Regions from separate parts of the Sus scrofa genome. Here regions 1 and 2 are each linked to region 3. Evidence: chromatin contacts called from public Hi-C data. All regions are on one chromosome and are shown on one strand. Each heading gives the region's core, a stretch centred on a gene start, on an enhancer-like site or on the middle of the called end of the contact. The rest is flanking DNA. Distances are from core to core; before and after follow the strand shown. Region 1 overlaps XXYLT1 (xyloside xylosyltransferase 1). Region 2 overlaps XXYLT1 (xyloside xylosyltransferase 1). Region 3 holds the start of FAM43A (protein FAM43A).

Region 1 (3,983 bases), core at 133-2,632, 440 kb after region 3:
GAGGTTCCCGGGCTAGAGGTCGAATCGGAGCTGTTGCTGCCGGCCTACACCACAGCCACAGCAATACAGGATCCGAGCCATGTCTGCGACCTACACCACAGCTGATGGCAATGCTGGATCCTTAACCCAATAAGCAAGGCCAGGGATCAAACCCACATCCTCATGGATACTAGTTGGGTTTGTTAACCACTGAGGAACGACAGGAACTCCAAGATACCATATTATTTTATTTGATCTAGGTCCACTGGCAAAATACCACAAGAAGTACACAGGTGAGAGGCTCACCTGCAAAATTATCTGGGCTCTATTAAGACTATTTAAATTTCTACTCTTAAAAAAAAAGAAGCATGTGTCTGTTAGAAGGGAGAGCAAACGATATAATAACAAGAAATCATTCTTTAACACACAGCTTTCAAAGGTTAATGGCTCAAGAGTGGTTTATTTACATTTTTCATAAAAAGAAGCAGGCAGAGGAAATTAAGCACTTAAGTTGCTCTAAAGGCCCTGTAGGTGTGGGCGTCTAGGGTCACTTTTTGCTCACTGCGCTGCTCTGAGGTGTCAGCAGCTCAGATTCCTTCAGAAACCACAATTCATCCCAGAAGCTCCAGTCAAGTGTAGGCTCCGACTCTACACACAGGCCTCAGAGCAATGACCTGGAGCCCTGGTTCAGACACTGGGGTCAGAGGGTGAGCATTATCCACAGGCATCAGCACCTCTGCAGGTGTTAAGCCACTGTCTGCATTGTGAGGCTGCAAAGCCTCGACTTCTCCTTTCCTGGTGACACTGCCAACCACCAGCACTAAAGTCACACCTCCTGTTTTCCTACCTTTTCTTACCCGAATATCATTACCTCTTAGTAAGCTTAATGCCGACCTTTCTCTGGAAATAATACATATTAGTAAGTATGTGAATTTCTCATTTCAGGCAGCATTTCACTGCCTAGTAGCATTTAACTGTTGCTATGAAAAAGATGCTATAAATTAAACGTGGGCTCTTTAAGCCAATGTGACCAACTCGTTATCATTAATAAAGTGGGGATCAAACAATAAAGTTACTTCATATTATCACTGAGAAAAATAATAACATCTCTTTGTGGAAGCCACATATATACCTTCATTCACTAATGTTCATCATCAGAGATGCTCTTGTTTTGGTCTCACCCCCACCCTAGCCCGCAAGTTTCTGCCGCAGTTGGGACCCAAATACACCCTCTCTCAAGGGACTAGCCACTTCCTCTCTCAGCGCCTCAAGATGGTGTCAAATCTCATCAGCTGGAACGTTCCAGAGCTCAGTGATTCTAAGCTGTTGTAGGGGAGGAGGCCCAAAAAGTTCTCCCACCTGCACGCAGCCCTGGGCGTGACCCAGGAGCGACCCCTGCTGGTGAAGCGTGAAACTGCACCCACGCGGAAGGGTCTGGGGGCCTCTCAGCAGCGCAGCTCTGCGAGGAGCCACCCAATCCGATTAACCCGCGCCACCTTCTCTTCGCACTTTCCTTTCACCACCGTCTTCCCCCTGCCACCTCTGCCTCAGGATGTAAGCCAGTACCCCTCGGTAGTGGACATGATGGACACCCCTCTACCCAGACAGGAGACAGAAGGGACCATCAGCACTCCCCGCTCCTAGGCCGCGGTGGCTGAGTTCCCAGACCAGCCCCCCACCCCGGGGAAGAAGACGACCGAGCCCTGGATATCTGGCCAGGGTGCCCACCAACGACAGATCAAGTGCTCCCGGTGGTAATAAAATCAGGGGCTCCTCAGAGTCTTTTTCTGTTGCTAACAGGATTAGAAAATAAAAATAAAACCCTGTGCCTTGTGGAAAGAGCACATTTGTTTTGTTTTGCCTAGAACGACCTTTCACCTTCCATTTACAGCTTCGTTTCCGCAAGATTTAAAAACTGCCTCCGAACTCCTTTCAGAAAGAAGTGAGGGGGCCACAAAGTGCCAGGGGCAAAATTAAACCCACCCTCCACCGTTATCCCTCCCAGGATTCCCACTGTGAGTGGATCTGATGATCCAGCTCAGTCTGCTTTAACCCTCGCGGCCTCAGGAGCCAGGTGGTAGATGTGGCACCTTTTTGTTTGTTTGTTCATCTTTATGTATATATATATTTTAAATTATTTTCCCAATACGATTTTTTTTTTCTGCTGTACAGCATGGTGACCCAGTTACACATACATGTACACATTCTGTTTTCTCACATTATCATGCTCCATCATAAGTGACTAGACATAGTTCCCAGGGCTACACAGCAGGATCTCATTGGTTTGGGAGCTTGGGGTTAATGGATGTAAACTATTGCCTTTGGAATGGATGAGGCACCTCACGTTTTGAATGCTCCAGTCGCCCTCCAAGCACGCTTCCTGTGCGGCAGGGCCCTTCTTCCACTCCCCGCTGCCTGCCTGCCACAACCACACAGCAAACAAAAACAGCCCTACCTGGGTACCTACTCCATCGCAGTGCACCTGTCGCAAAATCGAACTATGCCCCGTTTGAAGGGGAAAGCCTCCCCCCCCCACTCATCTGGTGGCAGCAACCGGTCCTCGCCCCCCCACAGGGGTGGGTGGCGCTCAGCCCCTCCTCCACTGGCCTACAGGGGCGGCCCTGGGTTGCAGGCTCCAGTGCTGGTCCCAGCCTGGCCAGCCACAGCATGCTGCTCCTTCCATCCACCCTTGTTTTTCTTTACTAAATATAACTGCATATTAAAATCATCCAGGCATAAAGATTAATTAGAAATGCAAACCACTACGTTTACCAAAACATGCACTCTGAGCAAGACAGAAAAAAAAAATCCCCAAATGAGGCATAAGTGGAACCTTTCTCAACAACCTTCAACTGTTATCAAATGGCTGTTTATTAATGTTTATTCATGAGACTTAATAAAAATATTTCTCCATTTTTAAAAAAAATCAATTTCTTGTCTGTAAAATATATGTTCAAAGTTTAAAAGCTGGAAAACACTACAAACCAGAAAGAAAGAGTAACATGCAACAGTCCCAACCAGACACAAACTAGAACTCCGGTATTTCAGCAAAGCAAACCCCAGGATTGACCTTTACAACATGCTACTGTTCAGAGTCATTTCCCACAAAATGTTCATCAATAACAACAATTAAGGCAGCTCTCATCTTATAAATCAAGCATTATGCTCTGAGTTTTACTTGCATTTTCTTTAGTTCTCCTAACAACCCCAAAGGCATTATTATTATTTCCAATATATCAATAAGGCGACAAAGTCTCAGAGAAGTAAAATAACCAGAAAATGACACAATCCGGAGTTTAAATCATCCTAGTCTATCTACCCCCAAAAATGCATGCTCACTACATCAGATCATATCCTTTCTTTGTTTTTTGTCTGTTTGTTTTGTTTTGCAGATCTCCATTCTTGAACAAGAGCACAATATTAAAAAGGAAGATACACGCATGGTGCATCTACATGAGAGGCCAACACCCCTGCAGAATTCCTGTTCACCTGACCACCCCCCACCCCCCCACCCCCACCCCCAAAAAAAGCAGTAGGCTGTGAGACAGTGATAATAACCAGGCCAGGGCTTCCCAAGCCAGGAGGGGGTGTGTGTGTGTGTGTGTGTGTGTGTGTGTGTGTGTGTAAGTTTGCTAGGGCTGCTGGAACTAAGTACCACAAACTGGGTATCTTAAACAGCAGAAATATATTGTTGCACCAGTTTTAGAGGCCAGAAGTCCTAGATCAATGTGTGGGCAGGGTTGTCCCTCCCAGGCCTGGGAGACCCCATCTGCTCTCTGCCTCTCCCTAGCTTGGGTGGTTTGTTAGTGATCTTTGGTGTCCTTAGCTGGTGGAAGTGAAGCTCGATCTCTGCCTTCTTCCCCACATGGTGCTCTCCCAGGGCAAGTATGTCTGGGTCCCAAATTCCCCTTTTAATAAGGACATCAAACATTGCATTAGGGCCCGTCCTCACGATCCCACCTTAACTAATCACATGTACTGACCCTGTTTCCAAATGAGGTCAC
Region 2 (4,051 bases), core at 1,206-3,705, 510 kb after region 3:
ATTAGGAGAAGCAAAACATCGTCCCGTCTCTCAAACTACTGAGAGTCTAGGGGTGGAGATTAAGTTTTTTGTTTTTGTTTTGCTTTATAGGGCCACACCCACAGCATATGGAAGTTCCCAGGCTACGGGCTGAATCAGAGCTACAGCTGCCGGCCTACACCACAGCCACAGCCATGCCAGATCTAAGCTGCATCTGTGACCTACACCACAGCTCACGGCAATGCCAGACCCTGGCCCACTGAGTGAGGCCAGGGATCAAACCTGTGTCCTTGTGGATATTAGTCAGGTTCATTTCTGCTGTGCCACCACAGGAACTCCTGCAATTATTGACAATGATAATCCCGGGAAGCCTAGGATAAGTGTCCAGGAAGGGAGAGCCAGTGCTGTGGGTGCAGAGAGGAGGCAGCTTTAGTGAAGACGGGGTCTTAGTCTGCTCTGAATGCTGTAACAAAAGGCCACCATCTGGGTGGCTTAAACTTCAGCCAGTGATTTTCTCACAGTTCGGGAGGTTGGAGCCCATGATCAAGGTCCTGGCGAATTCAGTTTTTTGTGAGAGCTCTCTCTCCTGATTGCAGATGCGGCCTTCTCACTGTGTCCTCACAGGGCCCTTCCTCTGTGCTCGCTCAGAGGGGGACAGCACTCTGCTATCACCCCCTTTTCAGTAAGGACAGGGCTCACCCCATGACATCATTTAACCCCAGCAACCTTTCGAAGGCCCCATCTCCAAATACCATCACATTGGGAGCTGAGCTTCAACACAGCAATCCGGGGGATATAATCCAGTCCACAGCAGGCTTTGAAAGGCAGATATGAACCCATCTTCCTATGTGGGACACGCATGACAGAAGGCTGGGAGCCTGCAAGACTTCAGGGGAGAGCAGAAAGCCAGCCAACTGGGCTGGAGTGAAGGCGTGTACAGGGCAGGGGGGCAGATGAGCTGCAGAGGCAGTCTGGGGGCACATTGCAGAGGATCCCAGTGACACACTTTGGCCGGGAGCCAGGGAGCCAGGGAAGCTACTGATCACCAGACTGAGAGGGTCAGGCCTGCAGGCTGGACAGCTCTCCCAGGGCAGACTGAGCAAGGGGATGGTGAGAGGGCAGCTGCCAAAGGAGAGACCAGAGAGGATGAGGCTCTGCTTTAAAACTATGGCTCAGGAGTTCCCGTCATGGCTCAGTGGAGACTAATCTGACTAGTATCCATGGACACAGGTTCGATCCCTTGCCTCATTCAGCGGGTTAAGGATCCAGCGTTGCCATGAGCTGTGATGCAGATCACAGAGGCGGCTCAGATCTGGCGTTGCTGTGGCTATGGTGTAGGCCAGCGGCTACAGCTCCGATTTGAACCCTCGCCTGGGAATCTCCGTAAGCTGCGGGTTCAGCCCTAAAAAGATTAAAAAAAAAAAAAAGGCTATGGCTCAGAACAGAGTGCTGCTGCGGCCACGTGAATGCAGGCTTTTCTGGGCCTGGCCAACTGGAGCCCACCCAGGATGATGGGGAGCAAAGTGGAGGTTCCTATACCCGGGGCTGCGAACCCCAAACCCCCCTCCGAACACCAAGAAATTGCCTGAGTCCCCTAATAAACACACTCCTCTGCTCTCTGGCTGCCCAGTGGGGAGCCCTGCCCCAGCACAGTGGCATGGTCCTGCCAGCGAGGAGGTGGGGCCACATATGGCCCCTGGTGGCCACAAAGGGCTGGGGCTCCAAAGGGAGGTAAAAAGCAGGGGTCTCTCCAGCTAGGCTGAAGCCAACTGCTTCGCATCAGAGCAAACCTCCCTATGCTGTTCTTCACTGACTCCGGAGATGAGGAAACTGCCCAAGCCAGCCCCTGCCCTGCCCGCCTCAGGCCCCACTGCTGGATGGAAGGAAGAGGGGCCTCCTGAGCCAGAGGCGGCATTCCTAACAGCACAAACCTGGGCAGCCCCTGTGGTTTCCTGGTGAGACCAGGAAGCCGGTGTCGATCACAGGGTCCCAGGCACATGTAGTCCATCCCGCTGTGACCTGGGTCCACGTCCTCTCCATAGAACCAGGGGCTAGGCCCAGGCGGTCCCTCGGGCCCCTGCTGGTTCTAACTCTGCAGTCACCATCACGGCACACATGCCAGGGAGGCAGCTGACCTAGGTGGCACCTGACGCCAAATGGCATTCTGAGTTTTAGGAGACTTGGCAGAAGAACAGTTCCCGGGACACACTTGATATGTGCCTAAGACAAACTGTATTTTTATTAATTGGATCCTATTTTATCAATGATTAAAAGCATCATTTCAAAGCTCTCTCATCTTCCTGCCTGGTTTTCAAATGGCCAGTGAGCTTCCTATTTCTCCCCATTTCCTTCTTCCCACCATCCCCAGCACAGCTGTCAAACAGCTCAGGCTAAAGGACAGGCTCCAGAGAAGCAAACTCTAAAGGAATCGCCCTGGAGGAAGTGAACTTCCATTTAGAAGGCAGGCACTGCCCCACCCCCACTCAGCACCTGCTCACCGTCTAGGGGGCACCTGCGCCCCCTCTGGCCACAGGGCCCTCCTATTGTCTACCAGACCTTCCCTCCCTGAAGGAAAGGGTCCAGGTGTCCCTCCCGGCGTGTCTTCCACAGGCAGTGAGTGGATCACAGAACCCATGTCAGCAGGGACGCTGCTGACATAGCCTTTGGCTCCCTCACTTTGCAGGGGTCAGAGTCACCCATCTGGCAGCAGGACAGGAAGCCAACAGCAAGCCCACAGCCCAAGGAGGACCCATGTCCACGGATTCTGCTCTGGTGATTTTTTTTAATGCAGGCTGTGGATCATCCCAGCCATCAGCTTCTTTAAAACCACATCTGAGCGTTCCCTGGTGGCCCAGTAAAGAATCTGGTGTTATCACTGTTGTGGCCCGGGTCACTGCTGTGGCATGGGTTTGATTCCTGGCCTGGGAACATCCACATGCCACAGGTGTGGCCAAAAAACAAACAAACAAACAAATAAATAAATAATTTTAAAAAAATCAAAACCGAAGAAAAACACATCTCACGGCAGCTGGGAAACCCTCGCGGTCCCCACTCCACCTCTGTCTCAAATACCAGGACCTTCAAAAGCGGATGAGCCTTCCATTTCCCTCATGAAATGAGGATCCCCACAGACCAAGTCCAATGACTTTCCCAGACTCTCTTACTCCAGGCACCCCATCGTTTGTCCTCTAAGGACTTTTTACAATTTGCAATTATACATTTAATTGTTTACTTATTTAGGGTTGGCCTCTCCAGGGGGACCATAGGCTCCACAAGGGTTTATAATGTTAGCACGCAGCACAGTGCTTGGCACATTCACTAACTACCGTTTTGAAAAGGAGGAGAGACAAGACCCTCCAAGAACCGGACTCACTTGGGAGGGAGCTGCCCACTTAAGGAGCTCAGTGTCTCATGGAGGTGACTATTAAGCAGTCATTCCTCAGAGCCATCAGGGCTATCCTAAGAGCCACAGAGATGGACCACAAATTCTGCTGGGGAGGAAGGTCAGGAAAAGACATCCAGCAGGTAATGCTCAAGCCACGTCCTTAGAGGACAAGTGGCAAGACCTCATAGGTAACAAGAGGACCTACTGGTTGATGAAGCACAAGAGAAAATGAACCAATGGGAAAAGAAGCTGCCTGGAGCCCTGGAGAAGGATCCTGGAGTCCACAAGCCAGTGTTGCTGAGGGCTGGGGGGATGTCAATTCACCAACCAGACTGTAAGTATTTCAAATTTTTTTACAACTGGGGTGGCCATGCAATATGCATTGACAGGGCACCAGCCCTATGGACAGGAACAGGGGCAGAAGCTATCAAGAGGTTATGTGGGAGGCATTTCATGATATATATAAGTTAAGTCATCATGCTGCACTCAAGCTTATCTAGAGCTGTGCGTCAATTATACCTCAATTAAACTGGAAGAAAAAAAAAGAAAGTTGCACATATAATTTTGCCTGTTGCCAAACAAAAATCATTTAACAGCTAAAAAAAAAAGAGGAGTTCCCGCTATGACACAATGGGATCAGGGCTATCTCTGAAATGTTGGGACACAGGTTCAATTCCCTGCCTGGCA
Region 3 (3,849 bases), core at 1,102-3,601:
TCCTCCAGAGGTTGAAAACGTTCTTATTAAGAAGGTAGTCCAATAACACCTCTGCAGGCCTGTACCTCTGGGACTGACACTCTGGCTGCCATTGGAAAGCTCTGTCGATCATTGGAGTCCTCCCTGGCGCGGTGGTCCACTGGTTTCCCTGTTACCTCATGAAGCCCAAGGAGGTGCTTCTTGCAGAGGCTGAGACCAGCCTTAGCTCCCACCCCTGGTTCCTCATCTTGTCTCCAAACCCTTCTGACCTTGGACCTCTGGGTAATTTGGAAATGCTAACTGCTTGAACATGATGTTTGTGTTAATAGAGTTCAGGCACTTAGACTACGGACCAGCTAAAGGTCACTTAGCACAGGTTCATTTGGTGTTTTTTATTGGAATTTTTTGTTTGGAGCACATGCCATCTACTTCATTGCCCCTGCAAGATATTCCAGAAATGCAAGTAGAAGAGAAATTCACTTGGGTTTCAATGGCTTATTAGAGTCCTAACCAGCTCATTCCAACACCCTGCCTCCATTAACCCTCAGTGCAGCTCAGGAGCAAAGCATTATAGCTCTGGTCTAATGACACTTTGGGGCCAGTCAGCCATGAAAAGGCCAGTCCTTCCCTCAGGGACTAGGAGGGCCCCAAATGCATGAATAGGAGACTTTCTTGTTTGATCAGGAAATTTTCTTCTTTCATTGTCGCAATCATTAAACACCACCCTAACCTGCACATGGGCATGCATTTTTATGGTCTCTAATTTTGCTACTCTCTATATCTGGAAAGCCCTTCAATTCTTCCCTGCTTGACACAATCCTGTTCATCCTTTAAACATCACCATCTCCGTGGAACTTTCTCTGATTTTCCTAGTCACAAAGAACTTTTTTCTCCCCGTTTCTCAGAATACTTTGGGTCCTTCTCAGGGCATTTTGTTCACTCTGAATTCCTGTGCACATGCATGTTTCATTCATTCATTCAAAAATTAAGTGATGCCAGGCACTGGGGGCAACAAGGGGCTCTCATAGAACCTGCATTCCAGCAGGAGCCCAGAGCTGGGTGAAGTTTACATCCTTCATTGGACTGGGAGGTTGTTGGAGACAGGAATTGAGTCTGCTCTCAGCTCTGGGACTAGCACCAAAAGGTACTCAGGAAAGTTAGTTATATTGAAACTCAGCACCAATGACGCTGAGAAAATTGGGTTAGAGTTCAAAGAAAGGTTAAAAGGGTAGATGGCCAGAGAATTTCATCTACATTGAAGAGCTATGCTGGTTCTGAAACCAGGACCTGACTTGGAAGCCAAGACATCCAGATCTCCAGGGTATGGGGTCTGGGGAGCAGGAGGGTCCACTGCCCTCCTCTGGGATGAGCTTGGGAATTTGAGGCAGAGTCATCCAGACACTTATGACCCATTCCAGCTAGAAGTGGTCTTGCTTTGATTGAGCAGAACATAGAGGCAATCCGGTTGTTTTAAGGGCCCAGAAATGAGTTACTAGCCAAGGGTCAGGCCGGTCAGATGATTAAAGCGACATTGTCCAGATGGCACTAGAGAAAAGAATGATTAATGCTAATCATTCTTGGTGTAGGGCGGCCGGGCATTATTTGACACAAATTTAAAAAGTCCTTTGAATTTTTACTAGGAATTCTTATCCATAATGTGACAAGGATGTAATAAAACCGAATGACTGGCCTGACAAAGTAAAATGAATTCCAACCAGACCCAAGCATTACTTAGAAATGGTATACATCTCTATAACCCGCTCTACTCTGAGGCTGATGGAAGGAGCATTGCTGGGGGTTAGGAGTGGTAAGACCTTATTTGTCAGATCTATACTATAGTATTACTTCTAATCGTCAACTACCACTCATCTCACTGTTCACTGTCTGCTCTGTACCTGTGGAGAAAGGGTTCCTCCATAGTGAGAGATAAGTCTCAGTGGTTTCCTTGCCCCTCTTTATTTTAATAAAATACAATTCTGAAAAAAAAAAATTAAACGTCACCCAGTCATTCTCAGCAGTCACACGCGGAATCACTATTTCCCCTACCTTTGGGCATATCGAATTATAGCCTAAATCCCATCTTGCACCACCTTCCCCAGAAGTTTCGATGGAGACACACATTTACTCAGTGAGTTGCGATTCAGCCTAGGGGTGGAGTGTCAGAATTCAGGTTGCTTTTCCTGCGGGGTAACCCCAGGTCTTGGCGATTTTCGCAGATAAAAGAGACGCAGGTAAATTTGGGTTGTAATGGCCAGATTGGACCGGTCTCCCCTTTCCCTCGTCCAAGGGCTGCAACCAGGTCCCTTTAAGAGACCAGGAACCCGTGGGGCGTCGGAGTCCGAAACGGAGCCTCTTCGCTGCTCCTCCCCTGTCCCCGCGCGGCGAATGGTTTGTGCCGGCCTATATTTACCCGAGATCTTCCTCTCGGACGGCAAGGATGTGAGGCTGGCGAGGCGGCTACTGCTCGTGGCACCGGAGGGGGCGCGCTGCAAAGGCGGGCAGCCGAGCGAAGAGATCCCGGGAGCGGAGTTGGACACTCTCCGGAGGGAAGAAATGAGGTAGCGACCGTCCCCGGAGCGGGCTATGCGCGTGCCCTGCCCTCGGAGCCCCGCGCTGCCCCGGCCGAGCCAGCCCGGACAGTGAGCCGGCGGAGCCGGAGTCCCCGGCGTCCTGCCGGAGCGAAGATGCAGTGACCCACCGAAGGACTGCTGCGCGGGGCCCGCTGGGGCCAGCCGGACCCACCATCTGAGTGCACTTGGGGCAAGCAGCTGATTCTGGGACCCGCTCGGCCGAGGGGCTTTTTGCCTCCAGCACCCCTTGGGGTGGGGAGCACTGGCTCCTGGGCACACTCGCGGTTGTTTCCGCGGTTTCTGGCCCTAGCCCTGGGGGTTGAGTGTGTGAATGTGAGAGGGGGGCCCTTTTCACCTTCGCCGAGGAGTTCCTGCGTATTCTCGCACCATCCCGGCTGCTCTTGCTGGGGCTCTCTCATTTATTTGCACGCGCGTATCTCTCTCTCTCTCTTTTTTTTCCTAAAGACATTTTCCGCTCCACTCTCGTGCTGTCTTTCTCTCATTTGGCTTGCCTAAGACTCTTTGCCCTCGTCCTGCCCAGGCTGGGGTAAATCTGTGTTCGTCCCCCCTCCCCCCAACTCCCGCAGTTAAACCTTTTCTTCTTTTTAAAAATTCTTTCCCTACCTCTTTCGGCGGGGTTCCGGAGCGCTATACACGCCCCCGCCCCCACTCCCTCCGACCCGGCCACTCCCAGCAGAGTTTTATTTTTCGGTCTTGCCCGGGCCCAGCCCGGCCGGGGCGGGTGGCTCAGCCGGGCTTCCACCCGGCGCTCCGCCGCCACCGCCGCCAGCTGCGCGGGGGCGCCCTCCGGAGATGCTGCCGTGGAAGAAGCATAAGTTCGAGCTGCTGGCCGAGGCGCCGCCACGGCAGGCGTCCAAGCCCAAGGGCTACGCGGTGAGCCTGCACTACTCGGCGCTCAGCTCGCTGGCTCGGGCTTGCCCCGAAGGCGCGCTCAGCAGGGTGGGAAGCATGTTCCGCTCCAAGCGCAAGAAGCTGCATATCACCAGCGAGGACCCTACTTACACCGTGCTCTACCTGGGCAATGCCACCACCATCCAGGCGCGCGGCGACGGCTGCACTGACCTAGCGGTGGGCAAGATCTGGAGCAAGAGCGAGGCGGGCCGTCAGGGCACCAAGATGAAGCTGACTGTGAGTGCGCAGGGTATCCGCATGGTGCACGCCGAGGAGCGCGCGCTGCGCCGCCCAGGCCACCTCTACCTGCTGCATCGTGTTACCTACTGCGTGGCGGACGCGCGACTGCCCAAGGTCTTCGCCTGGGTGTACCGGCACGAGCTCAAGC

The links. A called contact is a pair of places that touch in the nucleus more often than the background predicts.
Region 1: a Hi-C map of skeletal muscle shows a contact between it and region 3, with 11 times the contacts expected there. The contact joins the enhancer-like site here to the promoter of FAM43A in region 3. A contact is called at or near these places in 5 of 5 promoter capture datasets (fetal liver, fetal skeletal muscle, liver and 1 more), 34 of 47 Hi-C or Micro-C datasets (adipose tissue, alveolar macrophages, blood and 18 more) and 2 of 2 datasets of contacts at active chromatin or transcription factors (alveolar macrophages and skeletal muscle).
Region 2: a Hi-C map of retroperitoneal adipose tissue shows a contact between it and region 3, with 3 times the contacts expected there. The contact joins the enhancer-like site here to the promoter of FAM43A in region 3. A contact is called at or near these places in 3 of 5 promoter capture datasets (fetal liver, fetal skeletal muscle and skeletal muscle), 3 of 47 Hi-C or Micro-C datasets (embryonic fibroblasts, retroperitoneal adipose tissue and skeletal muscle) and 2 of 2 datasets of contacts at active chromatin or transcription factors (alveolar macrophages and skeletal muscle).

What each region holds. Positions count from the first base shown.
Region 1 is chr13:132,098,824-132,102,806 of Sscrofa11.1, forward strand. All of the region lies in intron 3 of XXYLT1 (xyloside xylosyltransferase 1), which reads right to left. Among named protein-coding and RNA genes, the nearest start is that of XXYLT1, 170 kb to the right of the region's middle. Within about 2 kb of position 1,383, at least 16 of the 83 cell types and tissues checked have an H3K27ac peak or open chromatin away from gene starts, as enhancers often do. A contact at or near this core is called in adipose tissue, omental adipose tissue, retroperitoneal adipose tissue and 3 more, where this site is marked.
Region 2 is chr13:132,171,321-132,175,371 of Sscrofa11.1, forward strand. The region is part of intron 2 of XXYLT1 (xyloside xylosyltransferase 1); the gene reads right to left. Among named protein-coding and RNA genes, the nearest start is that of XXYLT1, 97 kb to the right of the region's middle. Within about 2 kb of position 2,456, at least 1 of the 83 cell types and tissues checked has an H3K27ac peak or open chromatin away from gene starts, as enhancers often do. A contact at or near this core is called in retroperitoneal adipose tissue, where this site is marked.
Region 3 is chr13:131,660,123-131,663,971 of Sscrofa11.1, forward strand. FAM43A (protein FAM43A) reads left to right here and starts at 2,352. Exons shown (of 1, transcript XM_003132600.4): 1 at 2,352-3,849. The coding sequence starts at 3,363.